2 separate regions of the Mus musculus genome follow, and region 2 is linked to region 1. A link is a contact called in public HiChIP or PLAC-seq data. All regions are on one chromosome and are shown on one strand. Each heading gives the region's core, a stretch centred on a gene start, on an enhancer-like site or on the middle of the called end of the contact. The rest is flanking DNA. Distances are from core to core; before and after follow the strand shown. Region 1 overlaps Slc29a3 (solute carrier family 29 (nucleoside transporters), member 3). Region 2 has its middle 21 kb from the start of Ascc1.

Evidence for each region. HiChIP or PLAC-seq counts read pairs in DNA pulled down with a chosen protein or histone mark.
Region 2: a contact with region 1 is called in an H3K27ac HiChIP or PLAC-seq map of microglia, with 5 times the contacts expected there. The contact joins two enhancer-like sites. A contact is called at or near these places in 1 of 39 promoter capture datasets (pre-B cells) and 2 of 115 datasets of contacts at active chromatin or transcription factors (bone marrow-derived dendritic cells and microglia).

What each region holds. Positions count from the first base shown.
Region 1 is chr10:60,737,209-60,743,133 of GRCm38.p6, forward strand. All of the region lies in intron 2 of Slc29a3 (solute carrier family 29 (nucleoside transporters), member 3), which reads right to left. Among named protein-coding and RNA genes, the nearest start is that of Slc29a3, 13 kb to the right of the region's middle. Within about 2 kb of position 2,908, at least 74 of the 459 cell types and tissues checked have an H3K27ac peak or open chromatin away from gene starts, as enhancers often do. A contact at or near this core is called in microglia, where this site is marked.
Region 2 is chr10:59,978,775-59,984,699 of GRCm38.p6, forward strand. No RefSeq gene overlaps it. Among named protein-coding and RNA genes, the nearest start is that of Ascc1, 21 kb to the right of the region's middle. Within about 2 kb of position 2,162, at least 182 of the 459 cell types and tissues checked have an H3K27ac peak or open chromatin away from gene starts, as enhancers often do. A contact at or near this core is called in microglia, where this site is marked.

The sequences.
Region 1 (5,925 bases), core at 1,658-4,157:
GAAATGAGCCTGTTTATCTCTGGCAGGCCTTGGGTAAAATTCTCTCCTCGGAATGCCATTTGGGCCCTTTGATATAAGCAGAGTACATTAGTCACGAGCCTCAGCGGCCTCGGAATCTGAAACTACTGTCACCAAACAGTTCTGCGTTGCCCCCCCCACCTCAGGTCTGCAGTGGAGGAGGCAGCTGGGCTCCTGCAGGGTAAGGAAAGTGATTCCAGCCCGGGGATGGTAGCTCAGGGCGGCAGAGCGTTACCTGGATCACAGGGCCATGAAATTAGCAGCAGTGAGCGGGCTGCAGCCAAGAACGATTGGCCATGCAGGCTCCTGCCTTCAGCTGTCTGGTTCCACGGCCTGGGGTGTTAAGGATGCACCCTCATCCTGGAACAGCCCACTCCCATCTGGACAAGTTGAGAGGTAAACAGAGGGAAGACAGTGGCTTCCTGTGCTCCTGAGGTCCCATGGAGGGGACATGGGACTGGGACATGCTTGGTGGCTGTGCCACTTCCAAGTGGGGTTGAGGGGGCTGGGGAGGGGTCCAGAGGAGAGATGGGAAAGCCTCAAAAAACTGCAGCCAGCCATATGTCACCATAGGTCCCTAAGGATGGGGAGGCCCAATCAAATGGTTCCCTCAGCCCTGGAAACCTTGACCCCTTGGGCTATCTTGGGCTATGAAGATAGCCCAAGGTCAACATGAACTGAGACTAAATCTGTTCTCCAAAGAGCAAGGCTTCCCTAGCCTCTGTCCCTGTCCATACTTTATAGTTCCTTCCAGACGATCAGCAGAGCTCCCCAGTCTCCTGGAAGGCCCTACTTTCCCTGTCTGCATGGAGGCAGGAGCACTTCTTCTTCCCTCCCCACCAGAAGGGGAGCACTCCTTCTTCCCTCCCCATCACTGTCTCTCTTCCCTCTGCTGCCGAGCCATTGCACAAGACCGCCTGACTCCCAATTTCTGTTGGCTGGCTCTTCCTTCTCTGTGGGTCAAGAGCTTTAAAAAAAAAAAAAAAAAAAAAAAAAAAAAAAAAAAAGCCAGGCGTGGTGGCCGCACACCTTTAATCCCAGCACTCGGGAGGCAGAGGCAGGTGGATTTCTGAGTTCGAGGCCAGCCTGGTCTACAAAGTGAGTTCCAGGACAGCCAGGGCTATACAGAGAAACCCTGTCTCGAAAAACCAAAAAAAAAAAAAAAAAAAAAAAAAAAAAAGGTACTTTGACCTCACTGCCCCCCTCCCCGCCAGCTCTTTACTTCCTTTTTCTTAGCACTCCTAGAAAGCCTTGGCTCTGTCCTCCCTGTAGGGAGCTCTGCCTGCCTTCTTCCCAAGCTGCCATGGGAAACTGTTCCTGCATGGGGTCCCAGCCCCCCCCCCCCCCCAGCCAGGTCATCTCTAGCCTCATGCTTCTGACATCATCTGTTACACCTTCCACAGTGAGTCCAGGAGTCCCGCTCTGATCTAGGGTAGCCTTAGGGCCCTGGGGTGAGCCCTGATTTGGAAAGGAAGTCTTGGATCTTCCTTCCTTGAAGGGAGGTAAACTTCATATCCAAAGCATAGGGCACACATTAAAAGAGAGGCTGTGCACACGAGGTGGGGGAGGGGAAGGCAGACCCAGGGGTGCCAAGGGTCCTAAGACCCCAAAGGCTGCAAGATGTTCTTCCCCGGAGCCTTGGTTCCAGCCTCCCAGTTTGACAGGCTGTGGGGTTAGAGAGAAAGACCTGCCCCATCTGGGAGGCATCCACACGCACCTCCCAACCCTGTACAAGCTGATCTGTGCCCAGGCCTGTAGCACCAACACAGGTAGGCTAAAGCCAGTCTGAGGGCCAAGGGTGGCCCTCATCCTTCTGCAAACACAGGGATGTGGTCCCACCTGTCACTCCTGCCTGCGATGGTAGCTTTACTGAGTATCCTGGGGCCCGGCAAGCCTGAAGTATTTGATCTCTGTATCAGGGACCTCACAGGATGATTTTACAGGCTGGCCCTGTCTCATCTCATTTTACACACACATATATACATGGGTGGTATGTGTTCTTATGGGTATTTATGAGTGTGAAGGTCAGAGGGCAATGCCAGGTGTTCATTTTATTTTTGAGTCAGGGTCTCCTGCTGAACCTGGAGGTCACAGATTTGGCTAGACTGGCTGGCAAGCACCCTGGATTCCCTCAAGGCTGCAGTTACACGCACGTACTGCTCATGTGGGATTTTTATGTGTGTACTGGGACTCTGACCTCAGGTCCTCATCTCTCCTGCCCTCATTACTCTTTTTTTGTTTGTTTGTTTGTTTTTGTTTTTCAAAACAAGGTTTCTCTGTATAGTCCTGGCTGGCCTGGAACTCAGAGATCCACCTGCCTCTGCCTTCCGAGTGCTTGGATTAAAGGCGTGCGCCACCACCACCTGGCTAATGTCTTCACTTTTAAAGATGGACACAAAGCTCCTCTTCACTAATAAGAGTAAAACCCACAAACCAAGGCTGGCTCTCCCAAACCATGATCCTCCTGCCTCAGGAGGAGGTATAACACAGCAGTGTGCTTTCTACCCACCCCACTCCACCCCTGCCAAGCTTTCTCTAGGCCCCAGTAGGACAAGCCAACATCTCTCCTGTTCCTCTTTCTATTCCTCCCGCTCCGGAAACAGCCAGCCAAACAGTGGCTGGGGGGTGGGGGGCACAGAAGGAAGGACCAGAGAAAAAGGAGCCTGAGAAACACACACACACACACACACACACACACACACACACACCAGAGACAGTCACTATGAGTGTCCAAGTCTGCTTGTCTCTCTTCTTCCTAAGCCATGGGGACATTGGAAGGTGGCCTTAGAAAACCCCTATAACTCATTTAGCCATGTCTACACAGGGCAGCTTCTATAGACCCTAGGTGGGGCCCATGTATCTGAGGGACAAGGGCCATGCCTGAGACATGGCTGTTCAGGGCCTCTCTGCTAGCCCTGCCAGGTGCTTCCTCCTACACACACAGCGTTTCCATTGTGGCCACAAACTTCTCTGAAGATTCATGTGGTGGTCAGAGCTACAGGTTGTGACCGTATTCAGGTGCACACACATGTGTACACTCATTCACATACACACTCACACACAGACACACACACATACTCATACACACACACACAGACACACACACATACTCATACACAGCAGACACATACTCATACACAGACACATACACACACTCATATAGACACACACACTCACACAGACATACATACACACAAGACATACTCACTCAGACACATACACACACAGACACATTCACACAAACACAGATATAGACACACAGAGAGACACACTCATACACAGACACATTCACACAAACACACATGTAAACACAGAGATACAGACAGACACACACATACACTTCACACAGACACACTCACTCACACACAGACACACAGAGACACACTCATACACTCACGCAAACATGTACAGACACACACACAGACTCACATGGACACACAGAGATATACTCACTCACACATAGACACATAGACACCAACACAGAGAAAGACATACACACACACAAACACACACACACACTCACGCTCACACACCACTGACAATCTAATGGAAACCCAGACCCTCCACTGTCCCTGCAGAACTTTCTCAGCTGAAGACTGCCCTTAGGAGAAGTACTCTGGGGCTGGAGAGACGGCTTAGTGGTTAAGAGCACTGACTGCTCTTCCAGAGGTCCTGAGTTTAATTCCCAGCAACCACGTGGTGGCTCACAACCATCTGTAATGGGGTCCAAAGCCCTCTTCTGGTATCTGAAGAGACCAACAGTATACTCACATATATAAAATAAAACAAATCTTAAAAAAGAAAAGTACTTTGAGTTTGTACAAAGCCTCTAATTGGCTTTGCTCTCCGCTCACTCACAACGATGAACCACATTAAAAAGACATCGACCTCCAGGCGGTGGTGGTGCACGCCTTTAATCCCAGCACTTGGGAGGCAGAGGCAGGTGGATTTCTGAGTTCGAAGCCAGCCTGGTCTAAAAAGTGAGTTCCAGGACAGCCAGGGCTATACAGAGAAACCCTGTCTCGAAAAACCAAAAAAATAAATAAATAAATAAATAAATAAATAAATAAAAAGACATCGACCACTTTGGCCCAGGCTTCTTTCTATCAATCATGCTGGGGAGATTGCCTCTAGAGTCTAAAGATATATGCAAAAGGAAATAACATCAAAGACAGACAGAGAGAGGTGGGGGAGAGGAAGGGATGGATGGGCCTGAGCGGCCAGCCGTACAGATGGAGCCCAGGATGGTAAGCAGGTGGGAAGAGATAAAAAAGGGAGGGAGAGCTGCAGAGGGGGCCAGAGCTGTGACTGACAGCTTCACAGGAAGCAGAACAAAAGGGGGAGGGGCGTCACAGGTGGGGGAGGGGCATCACAGTGGGGGAGGGGCATCACAGGTGTTAGACACTGGGAACCATGCTGGCTGGACTGTGGTTAGTGACAGAGGGTAGACAGGGGAACTTACAAAATGACTCAGTTTTGGTTCTGGGTTTTCACAAATGGCTTACAGCAGCCATCCACGCAGGCCGAGCAATGGGTAGCTGGCATGGAGTGGGGCAGCTGACCCTTACGCCTGATGGCCACCTACCCGAACTCTATGGCCAATATCTAGAGTCCCTAGCAGCCTCCTGACCACTGCTATCTCCTTTTGAGAAGTGGCCGGGCTCAGGCAGGTGCCTTAGTTCTCTTTGGAGTGTGTGAAGGGTGAGGGATAGCTAGGATTTGATTTTTTAAAAAGTTCATGACCCAACAGACTATCCCTCTTCCATTTGAGAAGAAATCTATGTCAAGAAATCTGTCTCTCTCTAGGACAGTCGTGTCTCTATACTGGGAACAGTCATCTTGCAGCTCTGGTCCCCCTGACAGCTGGCCACATCTGCACCTTGGGAGGCGAGTCTGAAGGATAGGGCTAGGAGCTAAGTATTCAACAGGTACCCTACCTAACACGAATGTGGGCTGCAGCCCTGTTCATCTGAGCAGCCACCAGCAGGTTCCTCACACATACCCACGCCAACTGTGAGAAGAGGACACATGGTCCTCACTCCTTACAATGACAGGAGGCGTTTACATTATAGGCCACAGCCTGTGACTGGCTAGGAAGCAATGGAATGGATTCAGGCCAGAGTTCCATCTTACCCTATTTTCTGTTTGCCACCTGCCTTTCTTACTGTGGTGGTTTGTATATGTTTGGCCCAGGGAGTGGCACTATTGGAAGGTTTGGCCTTGTTGGAGTAGGTGTGGCCTTGTTGGAGTAGGTGTGGCCTTGTGAGAGTAGGTGTGGCCTTGTTGTAGTAAGTGTGTCACTGTGGGCGTGAGATTTAAGTTCTTTCTCCCAGCTGCCTGGAAGTCAGTCTTCTCCTGTTTGCCTTCTGAACAAGATGTAGAACTCTCAGCTCCTTCCTCACCATGCCTGCCTGGATGCTGCCATGCTTCCTGCCATGATGATAGTGGACTGAACCTCTGAACCTGTAAGCCAGCCCCAATTAAATGTTTGCCTTTATAAAAGTTGCCTTGGTCATGCATGGTATCTGTTCACAGCGGTAAAACCCTAAGATACTTAACAATGTACCATTTTCTGGGGCCCTCTCCTCTGGCCTCCCTTTTTTTCTCTTTAAATTTTTTAAAAAATGTATTTATATTGAGAGAGAGAGCCACATGCATTCCACAGAGGCCAGAAGAGGGCATTGGATCTGCTAGAATTGGACTTACAGATGGTTGTGAGCCACCACATGGGTGCTGGGAATTGAACTTGGGTCCTCTGTAAGAGTACCAAGTGTTCTTAACCTCTGAGCCGTCTCTCCATCAGCCCCAAGGACATAGTCCTGCTCCTGTTAATTTAGTAAACACCCTCCCACCCCCCACCTCAGCAGGCCAGCAGATTGGCTAAGTACCATCTCCACTCCTCAAAGT
Region 2 (5,925 bases), core at 912-3,411, 760 kb before region 1:
CTTGTTCAGAAACCTCTGAAAATAAGGGAGAGATGGGGCTGGGGGGTCAACTGAGGCTTTTAGGGCCCCAGGAAGGGAGGGAGAAGCAGCAATGTGGGAGAAAAACAACTGCCCACAAAGTCGGTACTCTCCTCTGAATGGGCTCACTCTAGGCTGCCTCTTATCCTGACTTTTGGCTGTGAGCCCGGAAGGGAGGGTCCTTCAGTAATTCTCTCCCAGCTTAGGACATACGCCTTTCCCCTAAAGCAAATAAATAACTTCGAAGCTGCGGTGCCAAGTTCTAGTCCAAGCAAAACGACTGGACTGCTCCCCTCCTAGTGGTCTGCAGACTACACCTGATGCGCTGGACCAGGCAGTGCCTCTGCCGCCAGCCTTGGAGCCTGTTTTCCTGGCCTTTATGGAAGAGTCTCTTGTAGACATCCTCTGGCTCTTCTGGTGGAAAGTGGGGCACAGGGAAAGAGGCTCAGAACAATGTTCTTCTTGCTTCCTCCTCCTGAGACACCACACCACTCCCTGTTTACACGGTGTGTGTTCCAGCTACACCAAGTGACCAGAGTTCAACAGATGTGGCCTTGTCTTTGCACATGCTGTTCCCTGGGCTTGGAACACTGGTTTTGACACTTTCCCCTCTGCTGGGCTAACTGGAGCATCCTTCCACCCACAGCCTGGACTTATCACTATGAAATTGTCTTTGCCACCCTCCTCATACCCAGCTCCCAGCCTGCTTCTGCAGCCTCCTGGACTAGGGCGGGCCTGCAGCTGCCACACTGAATAGTCTCTGCTTGCTGCTGCTCCTTTGTTCCAAATGACTTCCAAATCTGACTACAGAAGAGTCACACTTGAGCCTGAGGCTACATACTGGGTACCAGGAAGAGAGAGGAGACTGTAGTTTTTCTTTATTTATGTGGTATCCAGCTATGCACGTTCATGTGTGTGCACATGCAGGCCAAAAAGTAACACTGGATGTTTTCTTTATTCACTGAGGCAGTGCTTCTCAACTGAAGCCAGAGCTTGCTGTTCCTGCTCGCCACCTTGCCTCAGGGACCTGTCTCTTGAGTACAGAATTATAAGCAAATCGCCATGCCTACCTGGCATTTATACCCACGCAGGTTCTGGAGATTGGCTCCTTAGGCTCAAGTGGTAAGGGCCACCCTGTGAGCCATCTTCCCAGCCTTTATTATTTTTAAATTAAAAAAAAATTATTTTATGTACACTGGTGTCCTGCCTGCATGTATGTCTATGTGAGGGTGTCAGATTTCCTGGAACAGAAGTTACAGACAGTTGTGAGCTGCCATGTGGTTACTGGGAACTGAACCCAGGACCTTTGGAAGAGCAGTCAGTGCTCTTAACCATGGAACCATCTCTCTAGCCCCTTATTTATTTTAAAGCAAGGTGTCATGTAATCTAGGCTATTGTCCAACCTTAGTATGTAGCTGAGAATGATCATGTAGAACTTAATTTAAAAAAATATTTATTATATGTATGCATACCATAGCTGTTTTCAGACACTCCAGAAGAAGGCATTAGATCTCATTATGAATGGTTGTGAGCCACCATGTAGTTGCTGAGATTTGAACTCAGGACCTTCGGAAGAGCAGTCAGTGCTCTTACCCGCTGAGTCATCTCTCCAGTCAGTACTTAGGTTTTTTAAAAATTATTTATTTTATGTGTCTGAGTGTACTGTCTGCATGTATGTGTCCAGAAGCCAGAAGAGGGCATTAGATCCCCTGGAGTGGAGTTACAGGTGTTTGTGAACTGCCACACATGAGGGTTAGGGATTGAGCCCAGATCTCCTAGAAGAGCTACCAGTGCTCTTAACCACCAAGTCATCTCCTTAGCACAGACAGTGAACTTCTGATCCTCTGACTGCCATGGCCTTAGTGCTGGGATTACAGTGTGCACCTCACCTGGTTTGATACCCTGTGTTTGAGACATAGCTTTAGTCTGGAGCTCACTCTGTAGTCCAGGCAGGCCTCTGACTCACAGAGATCCTCCTGCCTCTGCTTTCCAGGTGCTGGGATTAAAGGCGCGTACCCCCCACACCTGGCTTAAAGCCTGCATTTTCACTTGTGAGGCGCAGGCAGGCCTGGGAACTGTCGCCACATGTGTCACCCATGGTGCTGTTGTAACCTGCGGTGTGGCACATGCTGGCTGAGTACTCACTCCGACTCCTGCGAGTTGCTAATGCCGATGGCCCCAGCATCTGTCTTCCTGCTTTCACTTCCCCTGCCCTCTAGCCCAGCACAGCAATTTGCCTATGCCCTTGCCCTTGCCATGCAAACCCTCCACCAGCAGCTACTTATTTTCCCCCATCCCATTGCTGGGCTGTGGGAACTGCTTATCAACTTCCTCCCAAGACTGCTGGCCAGTTCACAGACAGGAGCCATCAGATGGGACCTCCCTCAACTTCCTGTCAGGTCACCTAGAAGGCTACCCACATCAGCAGTATCCTTTCCCCTCCATCTTCAACCGGTTTCTGCTTGTCATCTGTTCCCACTTCTCAGCGTCTCAGCTCCAGCAGTCCCTTCCCTTGCCACCTCCTGACAAAGGACTTTAAGGCTTCCTAGGCTTTGCCCCCCAACCCCAGCCCCTCGCCCCCAAGCAGGCAGTGCTCCCCCGACCTCTGATGTGGCTGAGATGAAGACAAGGTCAAGCAGCTGCCTTCAGCCCCAAGCTCACTTGTGTGGCTGCCCTAGATTCTGCTGTCTGCCTCTGACTTTTGGGTGCCACCTTCCTGCTTCTGTTCTCTGGTAACCGACTGCCTGTCGATTTCCTGGCACCCCTCTGCCTACACAAGGTTGGTAGCAGCTCCTGGAGAACCCTGTTGGGTACAATCCTCTGCTTACTTCACAGATTTTCTGGACAGTGTCATCTGTACCCTGCCATGGATTTTCTTGTGTGCTGGGGATGGAACTCAGGCCCTCATATATTCCAGGCAGTAACTGTGCCACTGAGTTACACTCCTTACCTTCCTGTGGCTTACCAAACACTTCTAGGCTGCTGAATCAGGAATCCGAGTTACAGCCCATTCTCTTAGAACCTAGCCTCACAGCCTCGGGAGGCTTCCTTAACCTGCTCCTGTCTGCAAACCCTCATCCTAGCCAACGCTATTACCTGACACGAGAAATCGGGCCAATTCCACCAACCACCACGTCCTTCCCAGGGCCCTCTGGAGCAGCTCCTGGATGAGATCCATCCTCCTGTCTTCAACTCCAAGGGCAGCCATTTCTCACTCCATCTCCCCGCCTCCCACCAGTGTTCTACCACACCCTCAACTCAGCTCTGCATCAGAACCAGATCTTGGCGGTTCCCCTCTGCAGCCCTCAGTGGGCCCCACACAGTCTCTGAGGGGTCCAAGTTTGGTCCCACTGCTTGCGGAACCATCCACAGCAAGCCACCCATAGCCCACAGAGCACGGGCCTTTGCTTACCCAAGGACTCCCAACACATTTAATTCCTTCTACCTAGAAAGTTCTCTTCCCCACCTGCTTTTGGCTCAGGTCTTGGTCTAACCATATCCCTTCTGGAAAGTAGACCTCTGTGTCCCAGCTGGATCCCTCCTTTCTGCTGTGATATCTTACAGCACCCCAAACTTTCTACTTAAGTTCCTTTGTTGCGTCTGCTATTTCCACAGACTCCATGGGCTGAGGACTGCGTCTTGCTCAGCACCATGGCCTATCAGCGAATAGACCTACAGAGGCTGAGTTAGTGCTCAGTGTGTGGTGAGGAGCTGTCCTCCTAGAAGTAGTAACCAACACGCTGCTTCATTATCTGCTCTGGACAGCGCGTTATAATAGTGACACACACCGGCTCGGGAAAGCAACTCTTAGAGAGACTGGACAGACTGGAAAACTAATGTGTGAAGCAGAGCCTGGCTGGTGGATGCTGACACACTGCACTGCCACCGTGCCATTTGCGTGTGGGCAGGAAGTTACCAGTATCACTGGCTTTGGCTCACTGCATGGATAGAATCATGTGCTGCATGGCTGCTTTGGAAGCTCCTATTTGTTCCATAGTTTATGTCATCAGTGTAGCAGCGAAGAGGTCGGGCTCTGGGCTAAGTTCTAGGGTAGTCTAGCCTCTGTCCCTTCTTACCTCAGATAGTACTCTGCTCTGGGTTTTGCATTGGAAATTGCTAGGGGCTTTTAGACTAGAGCAATGTTTCAGGATGTAGCTTAGCGGAGAATACTTGTTTAGTCAAGGCAAGGCCCCAGCTCAATCCTGTTAGAGTTTGAAAGTGAAGTGTCCTCACAAGCCATGTGTTTGGACACAATGTCCCTGCTGGTGGTGCTGCTCTGGAAGGTTGTAGAACCTTCTGGACATAAGGCCTGGCTGGTAAACTGAGGCTGTAGGAACAGCCTGTGAACATTACAGGCTCTATTTTCTGGTTGGAGCCACGTAACTAGCAGTTGTTACATACCCTGCCACGGTGTCCCCTAAATTGTACCGAGAACTAAAATAAACCGCTCTTTTTTTTTTAAATTTATTTTTATTATATATAAGTACACTGTAGCTGTCCTCAGACACTCCTGAAGAGGGAGTCAGATCTCATTACGGATGGTTGTGAGCCACCATGTGGTTGCTGGGATTTGAATTTCGGACCTTCGGAAGAGCAGTCCCACTGAGCCATCCCACCAGCCCAAAATAAACCCCTCTTGACTTAAATGAACTCTGCTAGGTATCTGGTCAGTCCCAGGGTAAAGCAAAGTAACTAACACAAATTCCAGCCCTTGACAACAGAGAAGACCTGTTAAATGCATTTACTTAGTTTGTTAGTTATGCAGTGTTTGACATGGCAACCAAGCTGTATGCATGCCAGGTAAAGAAGTGCCCTACCACTGAGGGCAGCCCGGCCCCGTTCTATTCTCTGACCTTGTTTCTATGTTCCGGGCACAGCTGGTTGCATCATCCTGCCTTGTAAGCCAGGTGAACTCACCAATCCCCGCTGTCAGACCCCTCTTCGACCAGATGCTAATAAAGGGAAGCTCAGAAGGCCAAGCACCAAGATCCAGCTCCTCCTGCCTCTTCCCCTCCCCTGGAGCCATCTGCTTCCCCGACTCCAGGAAAAAATCTGGTGTGATTTATGCTTTGCCTGTTGTCTAAGACTTCACTCTCAAGTATCTGTCACTTTAGACTTATCTCTTTTGTGGCACTTCAGGTAATTATAAAGAGGCCTGACAGGATATTCAGGCAACGTTAGGTGCTTTAGTAAAGGCTGGCAGCCTTTGCCTGAGTCTGGTATCTCTGCTTGGAACAGCAGGATGGCTCTTTAGGTTCTATCTCCATCCTTTATGGAAGGAAAGGTTCCCAGCCTTAAGGGCCAAAGTTTCTACAACTCTTGAACCTGACTGGGAACAGGGGATTCGGGGGCTTCCCTGTGTGAGGAGAGAGAAGCCACAGTTGCAAATGAATGGCAAAGAAAGCTCTGACCAGCAGCTGGTTCCTCAGAAGGCCAGTGCACAGCAGTGGAGCACTGACAGGCCAGATGAGCATCAGGTATGGGGTGGCAGTGACAAAGAGCACTCTCACGTCCAACCTGGTGGCACATGCCTGTAACCTCAACACTCAGGGGCAGGAGGACCAGGAAGGACCAGGGAGGGGCTCAAAGACATCTTCAGCTGCATAGCAAATTTGAGGCCAGCCTTGGCTACATGAGATCTCGTGTCAAAAACAAACTAAAAGTGTGTGTGTATCTTAGTCATGAGGACCTGAGACGTTGAGTACCCCTTACAAAGCTAGGAATGGCAGTAGAGTGTGTCTGTAATCCCAGTACACGGGAGGCAGACAGAGATCCTATGTCTAAAGGAAAGGTGGAGAGTGACTGGGAAGGCACCTGGTACCAGCCTCTGGCCTCACAGGCATACACAGATGCTCCTGCGTATGCGTGTACATATACATACACCACCCACAGTACTAGAATATTCAT